3 separate regions of the Mus musculus genome follow, and regions 1 and 2 are each linked to region 3. A link is a contact called in public promoter capture Hi-C data. All regions are on one chromosome and are shown on one strand. The core of a region is the stretch at or near the end of the contact, and the rest is flanking DNA. Distances in the headings are between cores, read along the strand shown.

Region 1 (4,067 bases), core at 674-3,173, 2.6 Mb before region 3:
GAACTCACTTTGTAGACCAGGCTGGCCTCGAACTCAGAAATCCGCCTGCCTCTGCCTCCTGAGTGCTGGGATTAAAGGCGTGCGCCACCACTCCCGGCTTACCTTTGACTTCTTGTTTGTTTCAGCACGACACTTGAGTTTCTGAAAGACAAGACTTTCTGAATTCTTACTACCAGTGACCTGTGTGATACAGAAAGTAGAAGAAAGGAAAGGTTTTTCCTTTGCTTTGCTTTGTTGTTTTTTACATATTTTGTTCGTTTGTTCATTTTGAGGCAGAGTCTCTTGTAGCCAAGGCTGGCCCCAAACTGGCTAAGTAGTGAAGGGTGGTCTCGAATTCCTGGTCCTCCTGGTCCTCCTGCCCCTCACTCCTGAGTGCTGGTATTGCAGGTGTGTGCCACCATATCCTGTATGTAGTGCTGGGGATCAAACCTGGAGTCGAGCGTGTGCTGGGCAAACACTCTATCAAATGGACTATCACCTCATTCATTCATATATATATATATATATATATATATATATATCCTGCCTGCCTGTGGTACCATACCCAGCTTGAGAGATATTTTAATGAGATCATTTTGTTGTCATCTATAAAATGATAACAAGTGGCCCCAAACTATTGATTTCACATCTCAGACTCCCTGGTAAGCTGAAGGTGCGATGTGTGGCCTGGAAGAGTCTTTGGGGCTTGGGAGACACACTAGCTTTTAGGCCTCATCAAGCCATGGACAGACAGGGCGCCTTGAACGTGACCACAGCCGGGAAATGGTAGCCGGCTGCAGAGGAGGCGTGCACACTGCAATTGACCTGCCAAGCCCTCTGTAGAGCAGACTCCTCCCTCTCAGGCTCTCCTAGCAGTTTCCAGGAACTCTGGGTTGGGGCTAAAGAAAGAACCTCTCAAAGGGCAAAGGTCAGAAATGTGACCTGGAGGAGAGGGTGTGGGGGCGGGGCGAGCACAGTCTGACTGCAGCTTCATTTTTAAGGACTAATTTTATTAATTATTATTTAAGGTGCTAGGAGTAGCAAACCCAGGGTGCACCCAGCAGGTGCTGAGCCTCTAGGCTCTGGCCTCAGCCCTTTTCTGAACGTGTTTAAAGTCAGTTTGAGTTTGCTGTTCAGATCCAGCAAATATTTACTGAGCGCCTCCTTTTGTTGGGGAGGGATAGGGTGGAGGATAGGGTGGAGGACAGTGTGTATGTAAAACGCAGGTCCCCATCTGTGCCGAGCACATGTTCTACCACTGAGATAGAGTCTCAACCTAAATGCCCGTGTTAGCAAAATTGTAAAATGTAATCGATAAGTTGTTTCTCCGCCGATGGAATGAGCCTAGATTAGATTATATATAGGCAGGTTTACTGGGAAGCTGCCCTCTGACCCCAAGGATTGATTGAGGCCAGGGATGTCTTCAAAAATGCAAAGAGGTGTGGGGAGGGGCGGAGAGAGAAGAGAAAGAGGAGAGGGAGAGAGAAGGGGGGTGAGAGAGAAGAGAAAGAGAGATAAGGAGAGAAAAGAGAGAAAGAGAGATAAGGAGAGAGAAGAGAGACAGAGACAAAGAGGAGAGGGAAGAGGAGAAGATGAGAGGGGGAGAGGGAGGGGGAGAGAGAGAGAGAGAGAAAGAGAGAGAGAGAGAGAGAGAGAGAGAGAGAGAGAGAGAGAGAGAGAGAGAAGAAAATGTCTTGATTATATAGGAGCCTCTGGGAAAGGGCAGCCCTGTCCCTGGGCTGGAAAGTTCAGGGTGGGGGTGGGAACAGGGTATGCCAGGTAGAGACTGAGGGATTCTGAGAGAGCCTGGAGGCCAGGTCTGCTTTGATATGTAATAATTGTCATCTCTGAGGCTTACTCTCAGAAGCTTCTGGCCTCCACACAACCTTACCTGTGCCTAGACTGTTCTCAGCCCCTGAGACTTGCTCCTGAGTAAGCTCACCTCTTTTGTTCTCTCTGCCCTCTGGCTGGCTGGTCAACTCAGCTGTTCTGGCTCAAACTCCTCTCTAAGCTGGCTGATTCAATCTGGCTTCTTTCCTGAATTGCTCTGCTTGGCCTCATACTAATTTTGGCAATCTATTCTAATCCTTGGCTCCTTCTCATTCTCTGGCTCTTTCCGTCTTCACCTGTGTCTAGCTTGTTCTCTCTTCAACCTGTACAACGTTGCCAGTAAAACTGCCTACTTCTTCTGCTGCCCTTTCTTATCTCTATCTTCCCTTTTCTCTCTCTTCTAGTGAGAATTGGGCATATCCTACTCTGTCAAATCTTTCTCTGGTTCATCATTTTGTCTGCCGCTCAATTAGACACCACTTTCAAACATGGGTGAATCCTTCATTGTAACTACCTTTACCTTCATTGTTTGGGATTAAAGGTTCGTACTAAGGTCTTGTCTGTATTCCATCCAGAAGGATAAAAGGTGTGTGCTGAGGTTGAGACACACCACAACTAGAAATAGTTGTGTTTTGTTTTTTTTTTTTTCCAGCAAATTTTGGTGTTCACAGTATGATCAAATATCCTGCAACACAAAATACTCAAATACTGTCTCGCTCAACTCCCACAACAGAAGTAGTGATTTACTACTATATGTTAAGGTCAGCACTGAGGGGCAGTGAGATGGCTCAGGGGTAAAGGCGACTGCAGCCAAGATGATGGCCTGAGTTCTAGCTCCTCTAAGACCCATGTGGTAGTGCTATGCCCTGAGTCCTCGGGAAACCCAGACAAGCCCAAGAGTTGTGAAGTCTGCTGCAATTTGCAAAATAGTCTTTTTCTTTAAATGTCCAGTCCTGACTAGGATCGCAAGACCCCGTAGGTTCTGGCGTGCAATCCTGAGCTCAGAAAACACTGTGTTTATACAGTGCCCTTAGACGTTCTTAGAATGCTTAGGGTGAAGGGGGGTGGAGGTGGGGTTTGGTAGGATGGAACTGAAGCTGGGGGGGGGTGATTAAAGAGTGTCTTTTGTGGGGCTATCAGGAACTAGTTTTACAGCCGGCTATAACTGTCTGTGTCCTCTGATTAACTGCTTTCTATGATTTAAGTGTGGGACCCTAATCTCCTTTCTTCAAGGACAGGCACCAGCTGCACCTGGTTATCTAGGAGGCTGCTGGCCTTGGTGCCACCAAAGCCGAGTTCTTGTGGTCTATCTTATTTCGGCTGGCACTCTCAGCTCCTTGAGTCCCCTTGGAGCAGTTAGGGAGGTGGGGTGAACCCCCACGTTTGCTGCAAGGCAGGAGGGGGAGCAGGGCTTCTGTGAGGCAATATAGAGGCAAACTGCAGAAAGGAAGTCTTATCGTGCTTCTCAGGGAGAGTGCAGAGGTGAGCCTTACCGCTCTTGCTCTGTGTGTGTGTGTGTGTGTGTGTGTGTGTGTGTGTGTGTGTGAGAGAGAGAGAGAGAGAGAGAGAGAGAGAGAGAGAGAGAGAGAGAAAACCTTCTGCAAGAGAGTGCAGAAGCAGGCAGTCTATGCACCTCAGTAGCAGAAGAGAACTGACTCTCACAATTGTCCTCTGACCTCAAGATGCACCCGATGGCACGTGTGTACCCACAAAATAAATAGCATGTAAAAAGAATAATAATAAAAGGGAGGAGGGCTGGAGAGTATGCACTGCCCTTGGAGAGGTTCCTAGCACATCGGGCAGCTTAGAACCACCTAGAACCACATTGGATCCCAGTTCCAGGAGATCCAATGCCTTCTAAGGACACACACACACACACGTGATACACACACATGTGATACACACAGGCATGCACACACACAGGGGCACATAAATTAAAAACGAAAAGAAGCTTCAGAGTGCTTAGAGTGCTTAGCGCACACCTTTAATCCTAACACTCGGGAGGCAGAGGCAGATAGATCTTTGTGAGTTCAAGGCCAGCCTGGTCCATAGAGCAGGAAACCCTGTCTGGAAAAACCCAAAAATAAATAAATAAATAAATAAATAAATAAATAAATAAATAAATAAATAAATAAATAAAGTAAAAGGTAAAATGAGAGGAAATTCTTCCAGCAGGCAGGACTTGACTCCACAGAGCGTGATGTCCATCCCCTTACTCCTCCCTCAGCTTCAGCGCCACACACGAGCTGTGTCACAAT
Region 2 (4,479 bases), core at 1,095-3,594, 2.5 Mb before region 3:
GTTCTTAGGGAACTCTCCTCTCCTCAGAAAAACTGCTTCAGGAGCTTTTTGGTTTGGGGAATGTACTTTATGTGATGGGGATTACAAAACAATTTTTATCATGTTTAAAATTCTTTAGTGCTTATTAAAGCTAAGTTAAATTATTTAATCTCAAAAAGCCCCTTTAGAAGAGACTCTGAACTATTTTACTTCCTCTTTATAGTTTTGAAAACTTTATAAATTAAAGCGTTAATTGGCAGATAATCTAAATTTCATTTTGGAGAATAAAGCTTTTTTTTTTAAAAACAGGATGAAACAAGTGAAGATGCTAACTGTCTTGCTTTGAGTGGACATGATAAAACAGAGACAAAGGTATACTAACTTAGCCTTTAGAATGTGCACGGGTAGACGTGCAGGTGTGTGGAGATAGATGCCTGTCCTTGTGGTGCTGAGTCAACTGGAGTGTGTGGGGTTCTCTCTCACTGTTTTTAAGAAGCCTCTTGGTTTTTTTAATGTTAATTAATGCCTAAGTCTGATGGGAGTAGAGCAGTGTAAAACAGGAACTTAGAGTTCAGAGAAAAGGTAAGATGGTGGTGTGCGTGTGGGACTTATGTGTCAGTAGTAAGGGTTGGGAGACATGGGGTGAGAAGGGGAGGGTGCTGCTCTGAGCAGAGGTAAGATAACCTTTGAAGCAGTGATTGCCTAGGCTGGCCGTGAAACTCTAACCTCACTGTTGGGTCTAGCAGTAGGGCTGGGTTAGAAAAACTGTTTGAGAAGGCTTTGGCTTGAGCGGGTTGGGCAGTGAGGAGGACTCTGGTTCCCTCCAACCTAAGGACTGAGAATGACTTCATCTTAGAAAGTGAGATGAGTATGCCAAAGGCTTAACTTTCCCAACTTAGCCAAATTCCCACCAAGAATACTGTAGTAAGTCTCCTTATGATGTCTTTCAAGCTGTGCATGTATACATATACACCAGTGCCTTTACTTTTGATTTATAACGCACTTTGCAGACCGAGAAAAATAGGTTTATGTTATATAATCTGCATATTGACTGTATTGGAATTTTTTTTAATCACACCTTACTAGTTACTTATTGTCAGCAACTGTTTCCATTAAAAACAATTTGCACCTTCCCACTGCAGCATTGGAGTATTGTAAATATCTGCCATTCAGCTCTGCTTATTTAATACATTTTTAAGAACTTGATACATATTCCAAACAGTCCCTGTGAAAGACTCCACTTCTCCCATTCTTGTTAACCCTGTGCAGTTTGTAGGGAAAGCAGTGATGGTTCCTGTGTTCACAGTTTAGAAATATGCTTTTACCTGTATCTTCCTCTGCTTGTGTGTTTTCTGTATGCGAGTGAAGCTGCTGTGGGGTGACACAGTTGTCGCTCTGTTGTCTGCTCACTAATTGGGGCATTGATTATTGGACAGAGGAGGGCAGTAGATAGAGACCATAAGAAAAGGACAATTTACAGCTGTTTGCTACTTTAATTACTTTAATGTGGGGCAGTTTTTGTGCCTCTGAATAGTTTTTATTTACTAATGTTATGCATTTCCCCCACATAGTTAAGGACATTCTTTGGTTTTATGTTTTGTGAATTATTATCTAGGTAACATTTTCTAAAGTGCCTGTGCATACCTTTAATTAGTACTTGTTAAAACATCCAAGTTAGAGCAATTTGGGAACTGTGAGATACTTTGGTCATGCCCTACAATTTGTATCTGAAATGGAGCAATAGATTATAACAGGGCTGGATGACTTGTGATATAATGTAGGTACATCTTTCTCTACCCTCCTGTTGCTAGTTTGTCTTCTTTATTAGCCACCACACCCATTTATGCTCTTTGATTTTTTTTTTTTTTTTCTTTTTTAAAAAAGTGTCTCTTCCCCTCTCCCCATCCTTTGTTTCCCAGGAACAAGTTGATCTGGAGACAAGTGCGGTTCAATCAGAAACTGTTCCGGCATCGGCTTCTCTGTTGGCCTCTCAGGTACTAAGTGTAAAACAAGCATGGAGAGTTTGCTCAGTGGTTTTGATATTAGAGTGGTATATTGATTTCAAATGAAGGCTCATGCTAGACTATTAAATTTTTGTTTGTGGAAGTAGTTAAAGTCTGTAAGTTTTCTGTAGTTTAAAGTTAAAGGCAGGCAGACTATTGATTTGGAGCCATTGCTCTGAGCTGGTAGGAAGCTCTGTCGAGCTCTGACTTGTGACATACATTGGCCCCTCAAACTGGTGGGGCTGAGACTATCCTGAGCTCTGGTGAGGCGCCGGCAAAGGGAATGGAGGCAGCTGTAGGTCTTCCCTTACACCGCAGATCGTTCAGATCCTCACTGTTGTGTGTGATGACATAAATGTTTATTTATAGGTCAAAGGCTGAGAGTGAAACAAAGAACAAACAGTGTTCCGGACCTGTGTGCAAGGCTCAGAGAGATTTTCATTGTATTTATTCATTCACTATGGTGCTTAGCTTAAGTGCTCCTGAACTGCCTTTGGCTCCCTGATATTTTTAATTTTTAAGATGTGTTTCTTTTTCAGTTTAGTTTTTAGTATTGATTTTATTTAGTTATTCTGTAGACAGTCAATAACTCCTTAGAGTAATTGACTAGCGTTAGTGTTGGCTGGGACAGTTCCATATGCACACAAGCAGTCTTGTCTTGCTAATTCACAAACCTTCACCTTCTTTATTTTTCTTCTTGAATCCTTTTAAACTTAAACCAAAGTGTAGGTCAAACGTTGACCCAAAAATCAGTGTCTCCTCATAGCATGTACTAACTAGATTACCTGAGGCGCTGAGCTAGCTGCCAGCCGTGTACTCACCTGTGGCTTAGAGTCTCAGTGCTTGTGGGAAACACACTCTGCCATACTCTGCCAACACCAGTGTTCTACTCAGTTTCTCAAAGTTGTTTGTCTGTATGCTTTCCCTCAGCCTCAGTAGCCAAGAGGTCATCGAATGAGGAGTGTGCTTGTGTTCCTCCACCACATGTTTCCCACTCTGCTGCACTGATTGATTACGTGCCTGCAGCCATGGCGCCCCAGTGGGGTTGGCTTTGAAAGTGTTTTTTTGAGTAGAGTTTTTTTATTCAGTTGTGAAAGGATTTATAAACCAGTCAGACCACCCCAGTTACGCTGTTTTTAGAGAATGTATCTTGTGTCCTGTGATTGAGGGAGGGCCTTTATTGCGGAGGGTAGTGTCTAAATACAGCAGGGCCACGTATTTGAGGTAATCACAGATAATTGGGAGCAGCTTCAGTTTCGCTTCAGAATAATCCTTGGTTGAAGGCCACAGGAAGGAGTAGATTGGCTTTGACTTAACTGTTGCTGAAGCTGGCTGAGACTAATGTGAGACTAATAAATGCTCTCAACTTCTATGCCTGTGTGGAAACGTCTCATGAAACATTTTATGATTCATCTCTGTATTTTGGAATATTAAAGATGCCTTGTAATAAAATTTGTGATACAATTTTTTTTAATTCCCTAAAAGTTGAGTTAAATTATTGTTCAGTTATATAGTTAATTTTATAATTTAGAGTGTCAGAAAATAACTGCTAAATGCTAGCTGTGTGTCTCAGGTGAATGTAAGTGCTTCCTCCACACGAGGGCACTCCGACACCACTTCTTGTTAGAGCAGTTAGTATGGTAAACTGGGCCCAACAGTAATTAAGTGTTATTTTATTAATAATATCTTTCTCTCTCTTGTTCTTTATTTTGTGAAATATATTTTTAAGATTTCTATTTGAAGTTACAAAATAATTTTTGGTAAATCCTGAAAATGTTATTATTTGAAAATGTCTGCAAGTCTAGTTATGTTTATTTGCGCTGCATATTTTCCATTTAAAATTGATTTTTCTTTTTAAATTTGCCTCATAATAAAGCTGCATCCTTTCCTAGGAGTAAGGCGGTGGGACACGCATCCCATTTTAAGTCACAGTGCTTTAAACTGTGGTGTGTTGTTTGCTTTCATTCTCAGAAAACATCCAGTACAGACCTTTCTGATATCCCTGCTCTCCCTGCAAATCCTATTCCTGTTATCAAGAATTCAATAAAACTGAGACTGAATCGGTAAAACCACCTCAGGGTCCATAAACAGTATCTGCCAACTCAACCCGTTGTCTCCAGATGCTTAAACAAAGGAAAGAAAGAAAGAAAGGAAAAGAGGAGATTGGAGGGACAAGACTAGACCTGACTGACAGTGGGTTTAGCTGTTTGGTGGCCTCCCTGCCTTGGGCTCATGAGCACTTGATCAGAAGTCCAGGTTAGTATGCGAAGCCAGGAGTGCTATTATTACTGTGTTAGCGACAGCTGCATTAACTACTCAGAAAAATTACTGCCTTTAAGAAGGAAACAAAACAAAACCCTCGAGCTATGTTTGTATCCATAACTGACATCCGGATCGCGCCTCTGTGTGCTGCATTGTTTGGAAAACTGCAATACAAGCTGGCAGAAGAACTCCTCATTCTGATGATGCACTTTTATGTATTTTTTTTTAATTAGAA
Region 3 (3,996 bases), core at 591-3,090:
TGTCACACCAGAGAGAAGCAACCACAGCATGAAGCACTCCATCGAAGGTCCTCAGAGAGCACGGGGTTCTGGAGAGTTTTGTGGCAGCCAGGACACAGGAATGGCCTGTAAGGGGGTCATGTGACTGACTCCAACATGGTAGGACTGACTAGGGCAGGGTGGAAGATGGATTCATTATCTATGCGCACACTCCTGTGTGTGATCACAGGCTTGCTCCCGGAGGCAGTGACTTTCCTGCCTGCATGGCAGAAAATGATGAATTCTACCTACTCCAGGCAGAGCCAGGGAAAGGACTCTGGAAGGCTTTCTGGTCTGGCAGTGTCCAAGGAGATTCAATAATCTCACAGAATTCTGTGCTTGTAGTGGCAGTGAGGTGAGAGGCAGGGTCCTGCTGGGAGGGACTGAGTCTGAGGGCAGATTAGAAGGTGGGAGTATCCTGGGGGTCATAGCCTCATTCCCGCCCCCCACCCCCAGGTACTACACACATATTGGCTGTCTAGTTAAGGATATAGTGGGGTAGACCTGAGACCAAGTCTAGATGCCTCTACTAAATGCCTCTACTAACCTGGGCATATCACTGAATAACACTGGGAGCTCTGAGCCTTAGTTTGCCCCCCTGTGAATTACTCATAAACAGCAAATGGATGATAGAAGGCAGGCAAGGTAAACTGTGCCCTGCCTGGGTTTATGTGAGGGTCTGGGATACTGCAGTAAAAAAGACCAAAGCTTCTTGCCTTGATAGAATGCATATCCTGATGAGGACTGGCCATAAGCAAGTGCAATGATCCGTTTTGGTATAGTGAAGGTTCATGGTCAGTTTCTTGGGCTTTGTTTTTCTAGGTAGTCAGAGACCAGGAAGTAATGGCAGGGAGACCTGGAGGGGAAGGTCAGATCTTAGGAGGTGACCTTTGAATGGGGACACAAAAGCAAGAAGTGAATTGCACAGGTGTAGGCTCTCCTCCTGGTGTCTCTGAGCCCTCCTGTCTCTACAGGAATGTTCACCCTATGCGGCCCATCTCTATGACGCTGAGGATCCAGCCACCCCACTTCGGACAGTGCCTGGCCTGTGTGAAGATTATTGCCTGGACATGTGGCAGACCTGCCGAGGCCTCTTTCGTCTCCTCTCCCCTGACCGTGAACTCTGGGCCCTGGAGAGCAACCGGGCCAAATTATGCCGCTACCTGTCGCTAGATGACACCGACTACTGTTTCCCAAGCCTGCTGGTCAACGAGAACCTCAACTCGAACCTGGGCCGTGTAGTGGCTGATGCCAAGGGCTGCCTGCAGCTGTGTTTGGAGGAGGTGGCCAATGGACTTCGAAACCCGGTTGCAATGGTACATGCTGGGGATGGCAGCCACCGCTTCTTCGTGGCCGAGCAGGTGGGGCTGGTGTGGACCTACCTGCCTGACCGCTCCCGCCTGGAGAAGCCCTTCCTGAATGTGAGCCAAGCAGTGCTTACTTCGCCCTGGGAAGGGGACGAACGTGGCTTCCTGGGTCTTGCCTTCCACCCCCGCTTCCCACATCCCAGCAAACTCTATGTCTACTATTCGGTGGGGGTCGGCTTCCGAGAGTGGATCCGCATCAGCGAGTTCAGAGTCTCAGAGGGTGACGAGAACACAGTGGATCATGGCTCAGAGAGGTGGATTCTGGGAGCCCCAGCCAAGGGGGAGTGGGGTGTTGAGCGGTCGGTCACGTGGGAGGCTGCGTGACACACACTGCCATGGCTGCACTAGCGTGTCTCTCTTAAATGCTGTGAATATTTAACACCCAGATGTGTGTTCTGGGGTGAATCCCATGCTCTGTGGCCTGGGAGGAGTGATTTTGCAAAACAGATAAGGCGTGGGGTCATGTCCTGACCTCTGCCTCTGTTATCCTAGGCCAGACGCTTCTCTCGTGTTCTGTGGCAGGCCTCTAGAGATGGCTATTTCATCTGACTCGTAAAACTGGATACGGTCACAGCTCAGAGCAGAAAAGTGACCTGTGAGGAAGCCTTCCAAGCTGGAGTCCTGGTCTGTTCTCAGAAGTGCATCCCATCATTGGGCTTGCTGGGCTGTGGTCAGAGGTCACCATTCTTGCCTCAACAGCCAGCTCCTCCCCCAGCCTCTTCATTCTCAGTCTCTGGCAGCTGGCCCTGTCTCCTGCTCCCGTCTAAATCTCACTCTCTTCCTTCCACTCTCTCCCTCTCCTCCTCCCCTCCCCTCCCCCTCCCCCTCCCCCCTCTCTCCCTCTCTCTCTCTGTCTTTTAGTCTTTCTCCTTCCCTGCCTCTGTCTCTCAGCCTTTCTCCCTTCCTGTCTCCCTCTCTGTCTCCGCCTCTTTGTCTCCGTCTGTTTGTCTGTCTGTCTGTCTGTCTGTCTGTCTCTCCTTGTGTAGCCCAGGCTGTGGGCTACATTGAACATCCTATATAGCCTATGCCTCAAACTCCCGATCCTGTCTGTGTCTCTACCTCCCAAGTATGGGGATTACAGGTATTGGTGACCATGTCCAGCTCTTACCCCGTTTAATCTGCTCCTACTCTAGGCCCCCCAGGGTCTGCAGAACCTATTCTCAACTGTTCATAGGGGTGTTGAGCTGGCTTGGTCACCCTGTTCCAGAGACTCTCCCAGGCAGAAGTGAATACTGAAAATAAGGGTCTTGAAAGTTGTTGGAAGGTCAGCCTGGGGAAGGCAGCAAGGAACCTGGGCCACTGGAGGAACTTACCTCCTCCTATCGCTGGAGGGACCCAGGGAAAAGTGAGGTGCCATAGCCCCAGAACTGTAGGGTATGTCAGGTTGGAGGCCAATCTAACTGGAGCCATGGTGGGAGGGGCAACTCTTGCAGAGATGTTGTCATAAACACAAGCAAAACACCAACCCCACACCTGGCTCTCCTAATGCCTTCTATTGGCTGATATGGTTCAGGTAGCAAAGGAGCATGGGAAATGTAGTTCAGAGGCACTGACTGTCTCTAACCCCAAGTAGAGGCAAGCAGGAGCAAAGGGTGAGGTGTGTTGGTAAAAATGGCAATGAAAAGCCACCATGCATTTGATGAAACTGTGAAATGCTGATGTTGGATAAATAGAAAGGAGAAACAGCCCAAAAACGGTAGCTTTGAGGGTTATAATCTTGTCTTAGAGCATTAGTTTTGACTCGAGTTATCTGGCAGCCAGAGGGAGTGGGGCGAGGGAAACAGAATTTTCAGGATTACAGCCAAGCCTGAGAGACCACTTCTCAATGACAGAAGGTTTGTCCCATGGACCTGACAGGTGGAGAAGGAGCATGAAAGCACGTGCCTCCAACAGTGACTTAAAAAAGGCTCATGGTAAAAAACTGAGAGTGGTTGGTACATTCCCTATAATAGCAGCTCTTAGGAAGTGGAGGCAACAAGATCCAGAAGGCCAGGCAGGAGAGATGGCTCAGAGGTTAAGAGTGCTGACTGCTCTTCCAGAGGTCCTGAGTTCAATTCCCAGCAACGACTTGGTGGCTTACAACCATCTGTAATGAGATCTGGTGCCCTCTTCTGGTTTGCAGGCATACATGCAGACACTGTACATATGAATAAATAAATTAAAAATAAATACATCTTTAAAAAAAATCCAGAGGGTCAGGAGTTCAAAGCCATCCTTGGCTACACAGCCTGTTCCAGGCTAGCCAAAGCTACTTGATAATCTGTCTTTAAAAAAAGAAAAAAGATCAAGTAGATGTGGTCGTATGTGCCTTCATTCCCAGCACTATGGAGTCAGAGCCAGGTGGATGTCTGTGAGTTCAAGGATAGCTTGGTCTACATAGTGAGTTCCAGGGCAACCAGGGATATATAGTGAGATCCTGCCTAAAAACAAATGAACAACAAAAAAATCTGGAGATGAAGAGCTAACTTCACGGTTAACAGCATCTGCTGCTTTTTTGCTGGTCCTGAGTTCGGTTTTCCAATAGCCATAAGGAACAGTTCATAACAGTGGACAACTTCAGTACCAGGATCTGCTGCTCTCTTCTAGTTCCAGGGTACCCACATTCATGTGG

The links. Promoter capture Hi-C pulls out the DNA fragments that hold promoters and counts their contacts.
Region 1: a contact with region 3 is called in a promoter capture Hi-C map of liver, with 8 times the contacts expected there. The contact joins two enhancer-like sites. A contact is called at or near these places in 2 of 39 promoter capture datasets (hippocampal neurons and liver).
Region 2: a contact with region 3 is called in a promoter capture Hi-C map of liver, with 5 times the contacts expected there. The contact joins two enhancer-like sites. A contact is called at or near these places in 4 of 39 promoter capture datasets (cranial neural crest, hippocampal neurons, liver and 1 more) and 1 of 115 datasets of contacts at active chromatin or transcription factors (stem cell-derived neural progenitor cells).

The regions. Positions count from the first base shown.
Region 1 is chr12:105,757,143-105,761,209 of GRCm38.p6, forward strand. All of the region lies in intron 12 of Ak7 (adenylate kinase 7), which reads left to right. Among named protein-coding and RNA genes, the nearest start is that of Papola, 26 kb to the right of the region's middle. Within about 2 kb of position 1,924, at least 38 of the 459 cell types and tissues checked have an H3K27ac peak or open chromatin away from gene starts, as enhancers often do. A contact at or near this core is called in liver, where this site is marked.
Region 2 is chr12:105,832,812-105,837,290 of GRCm38.p6, forward strand. It overlaps Papola (poly (A) polymerase alpha), which reads left to right. Exons shown (of 22, transcript NM_011112.4): 20 at 289-351; 21 at 1,899-1,973; 22 at 3,954-4,479. The coding sequence ends at 4,049. Among named protein-coding and RNA genes, the nearest start is that of Papola, 50 kb to the left of the region's middle. Within about 2 kb of position 2,345, at least 16 of the 459 cell types and tissues checked have an H3K27ac peak or open chromatin away from gene starts, as enhancers often do. A contact at or near this core is called in liver, where this site is marked.
Region 3 is chr12:108,310,696-108,314,691 of GRCm38.p6, forward strand. Hhipl1 (hedgehog interacting protein-like 1) reads left to right here. Exons shown (of 9, transcript NM_001044380.1): 2 at 993-1,639. Among named protein-coding and RNA genes, the nearest start is that of Hhipl1, 6.4 kb to the left of the region's middle. Within about 2 kb of position 1,841, at least 14 of the 459 cell types and tissues checked have an H3K27ac peak or open chromatin away from gene starts, as enhancers often do. A contact at or near this core is called in liver, where this site is marked.